2 separate regions of the Muntiacus reevesi genome follow, and region 1 is linked to region 2. The links are chromatin contacts, called in public Hi-C maps. All regions are on one chromosome and are shown on one strand. Each heading gives the region's core, a stretch centred on a gene start, on an enhancer-like site or on the middle of the called end of the contact. The rest is flanking DNA. Distances are from core to core; before and after follow the strand shown.

Region 1 (3,047 bases), core at 398-2,897, 200 kb before region 2:
GGCACTGGAGAGTCTATCCATGGGTAGAAAGATACCCCTTGGTGTTTCAGGAAAACAGCAGGTAAGAGAATTACACTGGAGTGAGGATGGAGATGTGGGCTAGAGATAATGCTGAAATAAGAACTGGAAATGGAACTAAGGCAAAAGCAAACTAAGGTACAGGAGACAAAGTGGGGTGCTCTTTGGACTATCGGACTTTGCCTCAATAGATGGGACAGAGGTTGTAACCTGGAGAGCAACACCAGAGACCAAAAATAAGATTCACAACTAGACCCACTCATTTCTGCTTCAAACACTGAATGGTGCAGAAATGGGCCAGATGTGAGCCTAAAGATAGGAAGACCAAGGGTTCCAATTTAGGGGATCTGGGAAAAGAGTGAGTGGGAGAAAAACAAAACACCAGGCTAAATGTGTATCCTCCAAGATGAATTAATACCTATATCAGAACTAGGGTACACAAACAAAAAATGGACTAGGGTACACCAATGCAGTGTGTTAGCCAACGTTTTTGACCAAGATCCACAGTAATAAATACATTTTACCTGCCACCAAGTACACAAATACATATATAGGCTTCTTGGTGCCCGGACAGCTGGGAGATAGCAGAACTAAGGCTCAAATTAATGACTGTTCACGAACCTCATGCTGCAAATCGCTGCCGTTTTTCAGGAGTGGATCATGAAATCAAATTATGTAGTGGGTTATGACAAGAATTTTTTCCAACGAAATATGTAGTATAGAGTGTACTGGAGATAATAAGGAAAACCACTGCTTCCTGAAATTTCTGGTTCGTTTTTATATTTGTGTGCGCTGAGATCACTATGTAAAGTGCTCCTTTCCCGTCACTGTCCAACGAGTTGGGAAAACAAAAGATCCAAGGTACCCTGAAGTAACTGGAAATCGTGTTACATTAACAGCCAGATGAGGTTGTCTCTACACATACAGACAACTCTGGGAGGGAAAATAAGCTAACAATTGCGTAACACGTACAGTAGCGGCGGGAACCTTCAGAGTAATTGACTTATTTACTCCCAAATCACAGATGACAAAAACGAGACTTCACATTGCGAGCTCATGGCAAGCTGAGACTGGAAACCACGAGTGTTCGGCTCGCGCCCGCGCTGCTGCCCCAGGACGCACGAATACATCTCAAGCGCAGCGAGCAATCCCGCCGCGCGTCGAAAGCCAGCCACCGTCACGGGCCGACGCCCGCCTGTCGGATATCACTGCCCCAGGAAGGCCGGGATGACCCCTGGAGAGGGCGGGACACCCGCATCGACTCAGTGGGACAAACTGACTCTCCTTGGAAACCCAGATGCCGGGCTTCACCACCAGCCAAGGATGGTTAAGACCTCGGTACGCACGACGCGCGTGCTTGGCCCTTCCGAGCCACTATCCCCAACTCGTGTACGTGCCACTCTCGCGATACGAATGGCCGGTGCCCTGGGACTCGTCACTGACTCAATTTCCGCTCCCGGAGAGGGGCCCAGTCCTGCAAGGTAGTACAGTACCTGAGACAGGAGGCGCCTCCGCCATCCCGTGCCGCAACACCTAAAGCGAGCCCTGCAGCCCAGCGAGCGCTGTCACCCGGTCATGTGCTCTGGACTTCCGGCGCCGCGAGAATATTCGCTTCTGCGCGCCCGGTAGACGGCCACGGAGTTTGCGCGGTCTGAGTCAACTGTGCGGAGCGTCGGTGACGTCAGACAGACGCGCCCGGCGCCGGGCTGAAGCAGGGTACTAGTAGCTGTAGGTAGCCAAGATCCCGGGAGGATAGGCATGCCCGGTCTTGCACAATCAATAGTTGTTTTCCTTTTGAGAGTCACTGTTCTCTCCTGCTACCGTGCCCTTTAACCCGCCCACCCAACCAGCCTCGCCTGGTTTTCTGGAGTCACGTCAGACAGCACCTCCTTACTAGAGTGAATCAGACTTGGATTAAAACAAAAACGAAGTAGTCAAAAGGTAGAAAGGGGAATAAGATGTCTGCAAAACAAACGATAAAAGGCTCGTACAATCAGCTGAGAAACAAAAACCCATTTATTAGAAATGATAAAGCACTTGAAAGGGCAGATAAAGAGGGACTCAATGTGAGAGGGGGGTAAGTTTGGGGGCACTGATCATTTTTAAAGTACAAAATGGAAAAAAAAAAAAGTACAAAATGTTTGGGTTTTTTTTTTTTTGAGTGTGTGGGATTTTTTCATTTGTGTGTTTTGCTTTTGCTCTACTAACGAGAACACAGTATTTAAGTATGAAGCATCTGCATTTGTAAAGTAATTCACTGCTCCAGACTTCCCCAAGAACACAAAATAAGAGTCATTCATTCACAGTCTAATGCATACTTTTAGACATTGCTTTAACTGCTGGAGGTTAATGTGAAAAAGACAGACAAGGTCCCTGCCCTCAATGAAGTGCATTGACTAGTAGGGAAGGTTAAAACGAAGTAATTTGGGACTTCCCTGGTGGTTCAGTGGTTAGGTATCCACCTGCCAACACAGGGGACATGGGTTTGACCCCTGGTCTAGGAAGATCCCACATGCTTCTGGGCTCCTAAGCTGGTGCACCACAACTACTGAACCAGAGTGCTGCGACCACGGAAGCTGGTGTGCCCTAGTCCCCTGTGCTCCGCGGCTAGAGAAGCCACTGCAATGAGAGGCCCAAGCAAATGAAGTCAGGGAGCAGCCCTGCCCTCCCCCAAATGGAAATCCCAGGTGTGGCAACGGGAAGGTGCAGAAAGGAGGATGCCCCTGTGGCCAGAAATAATTATAAAAATTATTTTAAGGCTAAGTTTATTTACAAACTAGTGATTTGGGTTGTCAAAGAAATAAGCAGGGTAACAGTGACTTACTAGTATCCGCTCCAGAAAAGATGGCCAGCCTTCTTTGTGTAGAAGGATATCATGAGAATGATCAATTATGTGAAGATTCAGAGGGAATAGCAGAAGGAAGCAGGTGCAAAAGTTATGGAGGAAGAAAAGGGCTTGAAGTGTTAAAATTATTGAAATATGCGCTGGAGAGCAATGAGCAAGGAGAGTGGCACAATATGAAACTGGA
Region 2 (3,363 bases), core at 98-2,597:
TACCCTGCTTATTTTAACTTAAATGCAGAGTACATCATGAGAAACACTGGGCTGGATGAAGCACAAGCTGCAATCAAGATTGCCAGGAGAAATATCAATAACCTCAGATATGCAGATGACACCACCCTTATGGCAGAAAGTGAAGAACTAAAGAGCCTTTTGATGAACGTGAAAGAGGAGAGTGAAAAAGCTGGCTTAAAACTCAACATTCAGAAAACTAAGATCATGGCATCTGGTCCCATCACTTCAAGGCAAATATATGGGGAAACAATGGAAAAAGTGACAGACTTTATTTTCTTAGGCTCCAAAATCACTGCAGATGTTGACTGCAGCCATGAAATTAAAAGACTCATGCTCCTTGGAAAAGAAGTTATGACCAATCTAGACAGCATATTAAAAAGCAGAGACATTACTTTACTGAGAAAGGTCCATCTAGTCAAGGCTATGGTTTTTCCAGTAGTCATGTACGGATGTGAGAGTTGTACCATAAAGAAAGCTGAGCGCTGAAGAATTGACGCTTTTGAACTGTGGTCTTGGAGAAGACTCTTGAGGGTCCCTTGGACTGCAAGGAGATCCAACCAGTCAATCCTAGAGGAACTCAGTCCTTAATATTCATTGGAAGGACTGATGCTAAAGCTGAAGCTCCAATACTTTGGTCACCTGTTTCGAAGAACTGACTCACTGGAGAAGACCTTGATGCTGGGAAAGATTGAAGGCAGAGAAGATGGGGATGACAGAGGATGAGTTGATTGGATGGTATCACCGACTCGATGGACATGAGTTTGAGCAAGCTCCGGGAATTGGTGATGGACAAGGAAGCCTGTGTGCAGCAATCCATGGGGCTGCAAAGAATCGGATAGACTGAGCAACTGAACTGAACTGAACTGATACACATGTCCCCTCTCTCTTGAACCTCCCTCCGACTTTCCACCCCATCCCACCCATCTAGGTTGTCACAGAGCACTGGGTTGAGCTCCCTGAGTCAGACAGCAAATTCCCACTAGCTATCTATTATGTTTATAGTAATATATATGATTCTACTGTACTCTCAATTCATCCCACCCTCTCCTTCCTCCACTGTGTCCACAAGTCAGTTCTCTATGTCTGCCAGCCCTATCTTTAAATCTAAACTAACTAAAAATTTAAAAGGCAGCATTTGAAAACCAGTCGTTTAAGAACAACTCTTTCTTTAGGGAGAATGAAGAATGCTCTGGACCTGGCGCTTAGGTTCAGACTTCTGAAAGACCCTCGAAGCTCCGCCCCGCACAGCCCCGCCTGCAGGTCCCGCCCCGCTATGCCCCGCCCCACACGTAGTCCTCGCTCCTCTTCCGTACACACCGCCTCCAGAGCGGGCGTCGACGTCGCCGGAAGTGACGTACGTGGGTCGCCGGAGGTGTCGTTGGTGCGTTGCGCGACTGGGCCTGAGAGTGGAGTGGGGCCTGCGCCCGGAAAGACAACGCTATGTCGATCGAAATCGAGTCCTCAGAGTGAGTCTCGTGGTGTCGGATGTTCGCGAAGTGGCCGGGCCGGGAGTCGATGAGTTGAGGGGTGGACGCTGCTCGAGGGAGGCGTCCGAGAGGTTGGGCAGTGGAGGGGTATTTACTTCCCCACAAAGAAGCTTCTGGGATCTGACTGCTTCAGGGGCGGACCCACAAGAAAGTAGCGAACGGAAAGCCCAAAGCCCGGTGGAAGGCGGCGCGGGGCTAGGGGTAGGATGTGCCCGCAAAACTTGAGTTCTAGCCCTCGCCGACTCCTGATGCGCCCTGAGACTGAGCAGATTAGCCATCCAGTCAGGACTCCGGTCTCATCTGCACAGGGGGCCGCACTCTTAGCCTGCCCTCTCTTCCTGCCCCCTTGAGCACGGTGGTTTGGTGTGCTTACACGGTCCTCTGGTTTCTTCTGCCTAGCTCTTAATCGGGTAGTGTCACCGTTTGCCCACCCTTCTAGCCTGTGTCGGCGCCTGGGGGCTGCTTTTCATCACAGTCTCGGTTCCTAGTACATCTAGAGGCTCAATAGTTGTCTTTGGAATGAAAGAACGACTAGCTCTTTTATCCGGTTCCGTGTGGCGCTGAATTTTGGTTGACCCGTGAGCTTTGTGTAGCCCCAAGGGAGGGACAGAATGTGGAAATTGGGTCAGGAGAATGATAGATTTGGGGGAGAGGGGTACTAATGAGTGACTGAAGAAAGTCTTCGGTGAACTTCTCCAGGACTCCATCCTCTACTTGCTCTTGCTAACGCTTAATAATTAAATCGGCAGACTTAACATGAGTTAAGGGAGAGGACTTGTCCTCAAGATCTGCCATAGGAGGAAGGGAGGTTTATTCATTCAGGAGATATTGAAGTCTGCTGTGTACTTGCTCTAGACCCTGGGAATATGGTAGTGAATGAAGCAGACCAAAGTCCTTGCCCTTATAGAAAGAGGAAGGAAAACAGACAAAAGCAGTAAGTAAAATAGGCTTACAGATGGTGGTAAGTGTTGTGGAGAAAAGTAAAAGAAGGGTGATGGAGAGTGCTGGGGATGAAGACAACTAGGAGTTGGCAGGAATTGGAAAGGATTCCATGCTTCAGACCCTGAATTAAAAGTGGGAACAGATCATTCTCCCAGCCCTGAGCTGCTGCATGTTTTTTTATTATCAATAATTGCTGTGTTAAGTATTTTCTCTGCTAGTCACACTGTAAACAGTGTCATCTTCTCTTTGATCAGCCCTACAGACTGGTCTGTATACCCTACAGAGTAGGTATTTTTCTTAACAAATGAGGAAATAGGCAAAGAGACCTTAACTGACTTGTCCAAAGTCACAGTAAGTGCAGAGCTCTGATTCAAATCCCAATCTATCTCCAAAACGTTTAACTCTTATGTATTACACAAAGAAGAAAGTGAATTTGATTTTGGCTCTAGCAAATAGGAGTTCTTTGCAAGCATGGTGTCTCATTGTGGGAGTGTAAATGGAAGTGTGCTGTGGGAAACTGTGGTGCTGGAACAGCAGGATCCAAGCTGGGGTCTCTTAACAGGCCCATGAGAGAAAAGACCACTGTGAGTAGCAGTATTCAGTTCCCTTCTGCAAGAACTATTTTTAAGAAGAGGGAGTTTGCTTTCTTATCTGGGCTATTGGAAGGACTGATGCTGAAGCTCCACTACTTTGGCCACCTGTTGCAAAGAGCAGACTCATTAGAAAAGACCCTGGTGCTGAGAAGGATTGAAGGCAGGAGGTGAAAGGGATGAGAGAGGATGAAGTGGTTGGATGGCATCACTGGCTCAATGGGCATGAGTTTGAGCAAGCTCCAGGAGAATTATGAAAGACAGGGAAGCCTGGCCTGCTGCAGTCCACGGGTTCGCAAAGAGTCAGACACAACTGAGTGACT

Evidence for each region. Hi-C and Micro-C count contacts between places; a contact is called where the count stands out from the background.
Region 1: a Hi-C map of muscle shows a contact between it and region 2, with 3 times the contacts expected there. The contact joins the promoter of NFX1 here to the promoter of SMU1 in region 2. A contact is called at or near these places in 2 of 3 Hi-C or Micro-C datasets (blood and muscle).

The regions. Positions count from the first base shown.
Region 1 is chr10:7,668,678-7,671,724 of mMunRee1.1, reverse strand. It overlaps NFX1 (nuclear transcription factor, X-box binding 1), which reads right to left and starts at 1,647. Exons shown (of 24, transcript XM_065946629.1): 1 at 1,512-1,647. The coding sequence starts at 1,536.
Region 2 is chr10:7,471,235-7,474,597 of mMunRee1.1, reverse strand. It overlaps SMU1 (SMU1 DNA replication regulator and spliceosomal factor), which reads left to right and starts at 1,347. Exons shown (of 12, transcript XM_065947198.1): 1 at 1,347-1,487. The coding sequence starts at 1,462.